3 separate regions of the Danio rerio genome follow, and regions 1 and 3 are each linked to region 2. A link is a contact called in public HiChIP or PLAC-seq data. All regions are on one chromosome and are shown on one strand. The core of a region is the stretch at or near the end of the contact, and the rest is flanking DNA. Distances in the headings are between cores, read along the strand shown.

Region 1 (3,442 bases), core at 538-3,037, 290 kb before region 2:
TAGGAACTACAAACACACTCGAGAGGAACTGGAGCTGTAGGTCAGTGCAGTCAACAAAACGCACCAGTCCTCTCCACTTTCAACAGCACATTTGAGAATACAGAAAACAACAAACTCGGACAGGGAGGGGGGTCAAAATATTGCACCTTCATTAGCCTACTTGATTGCCTTATATGATATTACAGAATGTAGTCTGTGCGCGCCAGGGCTCTTCCTGGAGCTCCATACAGCACGAGCTCTTGCTGTAGCCTGCTCTACTGGTAAACTGGTCAGAGAATATGACACGGCTGCCCAAAGACTGAGAAATAAGCGTGCAGTGGGTAGGCTTCCCCGTTTGCAGCCCGTTATTCCCAACATTACGTGTGAGTAGTAATGCTCTTTTACAATACATCTTTGCGAAAGTTCCTGGGGAAGAGGAGAAAGAGAAAAGAAACAATCCACGAGCGAAACATTCAGAGACTTCCCATGTTTGTGGCCATATAGCTAGCAGTCTGCGTTGGGTTTAAGGCAACGAAATTCAACTTCGTTTGTTTGTAATATCGACATTTGTTTTAAAGGATACATCACAAGTGGTAGGCTACAACCACTGTCCGCCTCCCCCACTGAAACGAAACCAAAAACAAACCAAAAATAAAAACAGAAAGGCTTAAATAACTTTGCTGCAAAAATAAAAGTCAATTTGTCTTAGACTTTGTACAATTTCATAAAGTATCTGAATTCGCATTAACCACAGAGTCAAAAGGCTACAATAGCTCGCGTCCAAGCCCCTAAACTCGCCAGGGCTTGTTTGCTACAGAACTGTCCGTTTAAGGCTTGCTCCAAGTCCGCTTGTCTGCTCACCAGTCCCGAAAACCCCGAGCCGAAGATCGAGATGAGGTTGGAAATGTTCGACGTGTCTAAGGGCTCCGTGATCGCGTATGAGGAGTCCTCGAATTTCGCTCTTTTGCACGGCGTAAAATCCGGTGCCTCCTCGATCTCGGACACGTAGTAACCAAAGTCAAGCTTGCGTTTCTTGGCCGGGCTCTGTGCGCCCTGGCAGCACTGTTGGAGCGAAGCGCAGCAGTCCTGGTGCAAATACCCGTTCTCTACTGTGGTAACGACATGCGTGTCCAAGTCGAGCACTGTAGTTTTGTTGCAGTGCATGTTGTTTACCGGCGAAAAGTCACAGTTGGACACGGGGTAGGCTTCCGCGCAGCAGCTGCGGTAGAACGAGGGCTCCGGCGCCGCTTTGCACACCTCCTCGCTTTGGAGAGCCAGGGGCACCGAGCAGGCGCTGGCCGGCTGTATGTGCTGCGCCGCCGGTGAAGTCTGGTGACCGACGGCGGGCAGGAGCGCGCCGCAGAGGCTCGCTGACTCGCTCGCGCTGCCGCAGCAGTCCGCCGTCTGATCCTCACAGTCCTCCGCCAGATCCAGCGGGTTCAGCTCCTGGATCTCGTTGCAGACCGTCATCACCTCCTCGTACTGCTGCATCCTGTAGATCTCCGCGTACTTCTCGTTCATGTAGACCTGCCTGGCGTTCCTCAGCACATAGGAGACCAGCAGGTTTTTGTGCAGCTTGATTCCTCCTCTCTGCGTACGGGAGTTGTGGATTTTCCGTAAAGATATCGAAATCAGACTTTGTGCATCCACTGCACACTCCATGGTGTTGATCATGGTCGGGCTGCTGATGCTTTCCCACCTCTCCGACGAAGGAAACTAACTTTCTTTTAGTCAGAATCACGATATTTCGTTCGGGGACGAAGGCTTAAGTCAGCTCTGTGGAGAAACATTGAACGCGGTCGTTTCTGCCTCAACGTGTGAGCGTAGGCAATCATTAGCCTGCGCTTGCTGCCATAGTATATATATGGCGGAGAACTTTACGCCCACTTCGCCAGCGGCCAATCAGAGGCCCAGAATGCCGTTGAGTGACAAGCGGATTCCTCTCAGAGGTTTTGATCTTGTCCAATCACAGAGAGGCGGTTCTTCTGTGCTATTCAAATTCCAAACTGACTTTACCAAACTGGAATGTTCTCATGAGGCGCATTGTACATCGGAGTGCGCGCTCTTGTCATGTGTGCCGGAGAGACAACTTGAAGGATGTCACACAAGTTTACAAACTTACTGAAAACTACATTTAAAAACAACAAAGCACTGCATGTTTCACATGCACGGGCTGAAATAATAATAAAAAAACTTGATTAAATTATTAAAAATAATAAATTATTAGATGAGAAAAAATAACTTTTCAAGATTATACTCTAAATTATACGCGCGCATACTTGAATGCAAACCATGTAAACGAATTAGTATGTAACTTTAATTACAGGTCAGTGAAAAAAAGGAGAAAAAAACATTAAAGTGTTGAATTATTCAATCTTCGTGATAAATAATAACTATTAACGTTATTATGCGTGCATTACATATACTTTTGTCTTATTTTAAGTTTCAGTTCTATGCATTCGTATATTTCAAGCTAAAGCAATGATAAAAAGTGTTAATTATGTGAAAAATAATTTAATATAATGTAACGTAAAATAATATAATGTAAAATGATATATTATAATATATAAAAATTATAATATAATATACTGTATAATACTATAATGAAAAATAAAATATTATAATATAATTTATAATAATATAATATAATGTAAAATAATATAATGTAAAATAATATAACATAATATAATATAAAATATTATAATATAATATAATGTAAAATAATATGATATAAAATAAAATATTATAATATAATACGATGTAAAAATATATAATATATTGTAATATAATATAATATAATGTAAAATAACATAACATAACATAAAATATTATAATATAATATAGAGTAACGCAGTGCCACAGTAGGTAGTGCTGTCGCCTCACAGCAAGAAGGTCGCTGGTTCGAGCCTCGGCTATTTGAGTTGGCGTTTCTATGTGGAGTTTGCATGTTCTCCCTTCATTCGCGTGGGTTTCCTCTGGGTGCTCCGGTTTCCCCCACAGTCCAAAGACATGCGATACAGGTGAGTTGGGTAGGCTAAATTGTCCATAGTGAATAAGTGTGTGTGGATGTTTCCCAGAAATGGGTTGCGGCTGGAAGGGCATCCGCTGCGTAAAAACGTGCTGGATAAGTTAGTGGTTCATTCCACTGTGGCGACCCTGGATTATTAAAAGGACTAAGCCGAAATGAAAATGAATTAATATAATAAATATAATATAATATAATATAATATAATATAATATAATATAATATAATATAATATAATATAATATAATATAATATAATATAATAATTTTTTACAAATCAGTTATGCCATACTAGTCAGTACCATAACTTTAGATATATAAGACTTTAAGATACTAAGCACAAAATTAACACAACACCTTCAGCATTGTTTTATTGTTCAGATATTATTTAGTATCCCCGAAGTATTCATTGAGAAACACAAATAATTAAAAACAACAT
Region 2 (3,758 bases), core at 59-2,558:
AGCAGATGTCACGTAACGTTTGTGAGAAATACTATAGTCGGAACTTTCCCAATGATTATTTGATGTATTTGTTGTGGAGTTAATTCAAGCCTTTCTGCAGCGATGAGTCACACAAAATGTTGTTACAAAGTTGACACACGCACACACAGACACACACAGGGCGCATGTTTAGCTTTGCACTGTTTTTGCATGGTAAATGTGACAGGATTCACGTTAGTAAACACTTCTGTATAGATATCCGTTATGTTAATGCACAAAACAAACCTGATTTAACAGCCTCAAAATGGGATTAAAGCGTCTTCTTTTATAATTGTGTTGACATGCGACTGTGGTGATAAAGTAAAGACAGTAAAATCGCTGTAATTTATTACAAACATGCACTGTTTTAAAAATGTTTTAAACTTGTAAAACTCATTTTTGATCACATTTGATGATGATTGATGATCACAGAGAGCTGAACAGATCTTTTAATCCCAGGTGCTTTGTGCACCTCCTGTCTTGTTGATACTGTTTGATGATACACGTTACTACGGAGACATGTAAATATGCAGCTGTCAATCAATCCGTTGTGAGGGGAAACCGCACTCTTACATTACGGTGGACCTCAAAATGGGAAGGATTTAGATCCTATTTTAGTGTCAGGAAATAAAAAAGAGACTTATTTGTTTCTATCACTCCAATATGACCGTGAACACAATATACCTACACACAGTCCTGTCCAAACAGCTTACAAATGATGATTTTCCTCATAGGTGCCCTTTAAATGAATACTTTACAATTACCACAATTAAAATCAGTAATACAATTAATACAATTAAGAGTCAGAAAATAATATTCATTCTTTTTTTTTTTCGTCTTAGTCCCTTTTTTAATCTGGGGTTGCCACAGCAGAATGAACCGCCAACTTATCCAGCATATGTTTTAGGCAGCGGATGCCCTTCCAGCTGCAACCCATCTCTGGGAAACACCAACTAGCTCTTTAAATATGGGTATAATCTTTGAATATTTAAGAAAGGGCTTTAAATCACTAATAGTGAAATTAACTCCTTTATGCAGCCATACCATTGCTTAAAACACCGCATTTAATACAATTCAAGAACACTATGCAAATACAATTGATTGAGCTACACACCCAACTTGAAATGCGGCCACAAGATGGAGACAAAATAAAAACAACTCACTGAGGGGAAACACGGCGGTCAAATAAGGAAATGACGTGGGATGTGGGGCTTCTGCTACTTTTGGGAAGTAGGGGAGCTGGAGTATTGTTCATGGGGCAGTTCTTCGACAGTTTAGTCGTGACATGAGCGATTGCAAGAAGCGGCAGTCAGCGAGAGCACGAAAGCAAAGGTAGGTCAGTGTTCATAGTCTGAATGACTGAAGACATAAAGAGCGCAGAGAGTCTCAGTGGACGCGTGTGATTTAGAGCTGGCCGTGTGTCAACACGTGTAACTTTTGTCAACACCAAATATAGAAACAGGACAAGACACCTTCAAAGACAGGAGGACCACGTGTAGGAGCGTGTTTGACCGAGTAAATCTAGTAAGTACGTTAACGGAACTGAAGGCTAAGATAGATACAAATGTAACTCTGCTCTTTCATCTTTGTTTAACCGCTTAATGCTCTACTCACTATAAATCTGCTTTTTAGTCTGACTGTGATCTCTTTAGCGCTGCGGATATCGATATATTCTACATTAACTCAATCTTCTATTTTTGTAAGGCCATTATACATTGTACTGGCTTATTTTAGCAGTCATCTGTCTGTCAGTCCACTGTCAAGTGATGCATCCTGACAGCTGAACTCAGGTGTGAAACTGACAACGTGTGAAAGCTGCCTTTTGGTCTCATAAAAGGGGAAAAGTTTAGCTGTAATACTGAAGTATAGCAGTTTCATGATTTTATTGAGTTTTCAGTCAATTTATTTATGCATTTAGCATTAATGTAGGCTGCCTTGATTTTTTGCTCTTAATCTATATACAAATTTTCTCAGTATTTAAAGTCTTTACTGCGAAAAAAAGAGTTTTTCTTAAATTTTTTGGCTTGTTTTTAGTTAAAAAAATCCTAAATCAATAAGCATCTTCTAAACAAGCAAAACATAATGTCTTGTTTTAAGAATTAATATTTCAAAATTAAGTGAGTTTTTCTTTATAACAAGCAAAATAATCTGCCAATGGAATAAGCACAATAACCTAATGTCAAAAAGAACAACAATATTACTTTGCTTACACCTTGCAGATAATTCAGCTTGTTTTAAGGTAAAACTCACTTATTTTGACATTTTGTTTGTCTAGAAAATGCTTCTTGATTTAAGAATTTTTATATATTAAGATTTGATTCTGTGTATATATATATATATATATATATATATATATATATATATATATATATATATATATATATATATATATATTTAGGCTTGGGCGGTATCCAAATTTTGATACCGTCAAACCTCCTCTCTATTTTACCCCGATATCCAGTATTACCGTACATAATAATAAAAAATATGACGTAAGGCGACCTGAGGTTCACTGTCACCTGTTTGTCTTGTTCGTATTAGAGATCTGCGTGGTACACACACAGAGCGCGAGAGAGATGCACAGCACCAAACTCTCTCACTCACACACACTGCAGGTGACTTGGTGCGTGACTCGAAATCTTACCTCACCTCTCTCTCCTCCACACTGTCCCGTCATGACAATCACACATACTCATTTGTTGGCATTAAATAAATAATACTTATTATTTAATACTTGTCTCCTACTTAATTAAATTGTTTTTATGACGGTATAACGGTATTAGAACTGACACCGTTGCTATTTTTAGATCCCGCGGTATACCATATTACCGTATTACCATATATGTATATTAAGAGAGAACTTATAACTTAGTGTACATTAATGCTAAATGCATAAGTAACTTGACTGAAAGACAAGACAAAATAAGAAAAGCATTATTGCAGTGTGGCAACATTAAATATTTTATATTGACCCCTCACCTACTGTAACGTCTGTAAAAACACCTTATCTGTAATTTAGCAAATAAACTACAAATAATTTTACTCAAAACTCCAATTAATATGATATCCAGAGAATTAGTAGTAAATGGTTTCCTAAATTTGTCTATAGAGAATTTGTTTTAATAGTGGTGGTTGTCGTTTTATTAATCTTTTTCAAATATGAAATGAACATTTTTTAAAAGCACAGTTGCTAAGCTACATTTAATATGTCATTGAATCAACATGTAAAAAACTTTTTTAGATTTGTGGTGGTAAATGTACTTATTTTGGATCCCTTTGGCCAGGAGTTGCACAAAGATGGAAGACTGTTTGATAGAAGACCAAACGTCCTTTTACTCAAAGGCAGAGCACTACTGGAAGGACGTCCCGCCCACTGTGGATGGAATGCTGGGAGGTTATGGCAGCATCTCCAGTATTGACATTAACGGCTCAAAAAAGTTTCTTCAGAAATTCCTTGGGGTGAGTCATAGTAATTGGGGTCAGTAATGTTGTATTTTTTATAGTAGGAAATGTGTTAAGGTATTTATTAAGTTGATTAAAATGTAATAATATTGCACAGTATTACTACTATTACTGTATTTACTGCTAAATCAGCCGTCTTGGGGAGCGGAAGAGATTTTTTTTCCACAGAATTTTATTTATACGTCTTTTAAACGGTTGTTTAAGTACAGTTTGATGTATTGTTATATTATTAATTTTCCTTTTTGCCTCTAAGGAAGGCCAGGGTAAGACTGGCACAG
Region 3 (3,600 bases), core at 741-3,240, 380 kb before region 2:
AGGATTAAGTTAAAATTGATTCGCTTTTTTACAATTATGAAAAAGCATGATAACAAGCAGGAAATGTTTATGGGCCAATGACATGACCACACTGAAATGACCTATACATGCATTTTGTGGCTCAAAAGACTTGGATTAAAGCCCGTCATATTAATTACAATATCACATCAGATAAATCACACAGCTCTCTGAATATCTTAAAGCAAATCTATATCAGATTGGACTATTATGGCAATACTTACAAGACCCAAAGGTCCAATTTTGGGGGCCAGCGAGGAAGTGGCACCGACCTCTCCACCAGTGCATCTCATGAACACTAAAAAGAAAAAAACTAAATTAAGAAATGTAGAGAGACAACTAGCCTCATTAACAACTAAACTCACAATGTTCTTAAGATTGTGTTGACTGCTGTGTGACATTAGCGAAGAGAGAACTTAAACTATTTAGCATCGTGTATCATTTACAGCAACTGAAAACAGCACAGCATCTTACAAAGGTCAGTTAAAAAAATGCAAGCCATAATAATTATGCTACAACCGAAAAGAAAATGGGCAAACTGGCCTATAGAGAGACAAAGTATGGCATTATAAATATACCATTGTTTGCAGAAATTCCCCCCCCCCCCCCAAAGTTGTTAAAAGAACACTAGCTGGAGTTCTACATTGTACTTAGTCACCAAAGCTATAATTTAAGTAACGGGCAACTTCGATTGTCCATTTGATCAAGACAAGTCAATAAAATTCACCTGGTTACTTTCAGCTTAAAGGCGAATAATGTACATTAAATAATAGCGCTAACTTTTTAATGGTATATTTTATATGCATTTTTGAATAAACGCTAATGTTGATCTTTATAAAATGATAAACTTTATATGCAGCAGTTGTACTGCAATTTCTATTATTTGTAACTTACTATTGCACGTTTAAAATAAAAGGCACGTTAAAACTACATAACGTATTTGACAATTCTACAGACTATTCTGCACTATTAAGCTAAAGACACGAGTTCCATGATGATCACGTGTGCAGCAAACTGCTGAACTAGAGCACATTAATCACGTTTCAAAGCTTACGATGAATCGTTAAAATAAGCCGCAGCTGGCACTTCTAAAGACACATAACATTCAATCCGATTAGACATTAAGTTTAAAATTGTTCGGTTAGATAAAGCTCAGTAGTTTTACCCATTCATCGTTTATTATAGTCCCGGCGCTCTGGAGCCCAGAGCACAAACATGGCCGCTTGGTCACGCTCAAAAACCCGTCGAAACGTTACAGTATTCCTCACACATACCAACTTTAATCTCGTTGGGGTCGAATTTAGGAGGCATGGTGTATCAGATGAAGTTGAGTTCACTTCAATTGGAATTGGTGAGGGTGTCGGATGAACCCGGATTCGGGACGACCGAAAACTGTTGCACCTTCACCACAAAAGTGAAAAAGGAAAAGGCCGAAGAGAGCGCAAGCTGAGAATATAAAGGCGACGAAGTATCGCGAGAACTTGGCAACCTTTCACACTGCGGCGACGCATTACGTCATTCACAACATCCGAGAAGTTGTTCCTGGTGTTTGTGGTGTACTGTCCGAGAGGGAGTATGCTAGGTATCACAGGACAGTAAATTGATTAAGAAACATCTCAGAGAACCTATGTTTTCATAACATATATCAGCTATAGGACTAACGGTTATTTGCGAATATCCATCGTTCAGCAGGTAACGTTACGTCCACTTGTTTATAAAGGTAATGTTGCGCAATTGTCGTAGCCAGTCTTTAGACTGATGAAAGCGGGACATTTGTGAAGGGTTATGGATATTGAATAATTATTATTTGTCAGTTTACGCGTTTGTTTTTGTGTTTTTTTGTCCTACTTCTATTAGTTCAGGGCGTTCTTGGAGATTGTCAACATCACATTCAGTCAGGTTTCACACTGAACCGTCCAGTGGATGTTGTGGGGTTTTAACTAGACAAATAAAATCTCGCTAAGCCTCACGATGTTTTTGTTCAAAAAGAAAAAACCCAGTGGCGATTCCAGGAAACGTCTCGAGTACCAGCTGTGTTTGGTGAGTGTCTGTTGCTTTGCAACGCACCCACATTTGTTACTGATAGAGATTATAAGTGTGAGCAGAGCCTCTTTTTAAAGCAACGTCCACAGTGCAGATCCTAAAACACATGCCTATGTTTTGTGCAGGCCAAAGAAGCAGGTGCTGATGACATTCTGGACATTTCTGCCTGTGAGCTTTCAGAGGTACACTTCAGACACCTTAGTGACAATCCCTATTTTCATTGTGGACAAATGATGAAATGATGAAATATCTGCTTCTTCAGGTTCCCTCCTGTGCCTTCTCTATGTGTAAAGTGCTTCAGAAGAAAGTGAGTCTGTATATTTCTTTCTCTGAACTGTTGGTGGTCGGAGCGAATACAATTTTGAAAGCAGTTTTTTCTTTAACTGTAGGTGTTAATTCTTCATACAAATGACCTGAGGTCACTCGTACCTAAAGGCTGCTGTCTTGGTGCCTTAGCAACATTAAAGGTGAGAGAAACTGACTGATGTCACCAATGAAAAATAAATAACTGTCTCGCTATATTGTCTAGTTATAACATCTCTTTGTTCATTCTAAAGGTCTTGGATCTACATGAAAATAAGCTCACATCACTTCCAGATGAGATCGGACAGCTTTCGTCCTTGCAGGTATATCTATTTTATAAGATCAAAGTTCTGAATTGTACAATCTAAAAACAGAATAATATGCTAATAGAATAATATATATATATATATATATATATATATATATATATATATATATATATATATATATATATATATATATATATATATATATATATATATATTTATAGATAAGTTAACAGCAGTTTTTTACTGTGCACCAACTCACCATATCTGGATGATTTCTGAAAAATTGGGATACAACATAATTTTTTTAAATTATCAAAAGAAAATTAAAAAAATACATATTTTATTAATACTTTTATTGCATTAATTGAATGCAGCCTTGGTAAGCAGAAGATTTATTTGTTCATAAATATTACAATGTTATCAACCTCATTGTTAATAATCCAACAATATCAACTGAATTGCTGTGTATGTTTTGTAATAACTAGAGTACTTTATATTTGTTGCTTTCATAAAACATGTTTTTTTCTCTAAGGTGCTAAATGCAGAGAAAAACCAGATCAAACAGCTGCCAGACACTATAGGAGGTCTTCTGCATCTACAGACACTTAATGTAAAAGGTTTGTTTTTAAAAATATCTATTTTTGTTCATATAATATTCATTTTTTAATTGTTTTCATCACTTTGTCTTCCTGGAATATATTCCATTTAGTTGTTAAACATTTTTCATGTTAACTTAATTTCTGTGTGCTTAACCCTGGATTATTCTTGTTCAAAACATTGTTATCAGTGGGTTAATAAATGTTGCCTACAGGAAACTGAGAAGAGGGGTTAGTACTGCTTTTTACCCTGAACTATAAACCCTGCATTGTGATACTAAACATTAAAACCATGCAAGTAGTGATACATTGTTATTGTTAGTTGCTTAAAAAACTAGCATTTGGGGAAAAAACTAAAATACTAAGAGAAA

The links. HiChIP or PLAC-seq counts read pairs in DNA pulled down with a chosen protein or histone mark.
Region 1: an H3K4me3 HiChIP or PLAC-seq map of gastrula embryo shows a contact between it and region 2, with 6 times the contacts expected there. The contact joins the promoter of ier5l here to the promoter of ntmt1 in region 2. A contact is called at or near these places in 1 of 18 Hi-C or Micro-C datasets (caudal fin) and 4 of 4 datasets of contacts at active chromatin or transcription factors (caudal fin, embryo, gastrula embryo and 1 more).
Region 3: an H3K4me3 HiChIP or PLAC-seq map of embryo shows a contact between it and region 2, with 6 times the contacts expected there. The contact joins the promoter of lrsam1 here to the promoter of ntmt1 in region 2. A contact is called at or near these places in 1 of 18 Hi-C or Micro-C datasets (hematopoietic stem cells) and 1 of 4 datasets of contacts at active chromatin or transcription factors (embryo).

What each region holds. Positions count from the first base shown.
Region 1 is chr5:33,409,956-33,413,397 of GRCz12tu, reverse strand. ier5l (immediate early response 5-like) reads right to left here and starts at 1,787. Exons shown (of 1, transcript NM_199754.1): 1 at 1-1,787. The coding sequence starts at 1,653. The coding sequence ends at 736.
Region 2 is chr5:33,122,737-33,126,494 of GRCz12tu, reverse strand. ntmt1 (N-terminal Xaa-Pro-Lys N-methyltransferase 1) reads left to right here and starts at 1,308. Exons shown (of 4, transcript NM_212898.1): 1 at 1,308-1,350; 2 at 3,303-3,477; 3 at 3,734-3,758. The coding sequence starts at 3,316.
Region 3 is chr5:33,501,049-33,504,648 of GRCz12tu, reverse strand. lrsam1 (leucine rich repeat and sterile alpha motif containing 1) reads left to right here and starts at 1,990. Exons shown (of 24, transcript NM_001100004.1): 1 at 1,990-2,058; 2 at 2,187-2,243; 3 at 2,324-2,368; 4 at 2,451-2,528; 5 at 2,619-2,687; 6 at 3,166-3,250. The coding sequence starts at 1,990. It overlaps rpl12 (ribosomal protein L12), which reads right to left and starts at 1,447. Exons shown (of 7, transcript NM_201584.4): 1 at 1,293-1,447; 2 at 243-316. The coding sequence starts at 1,329.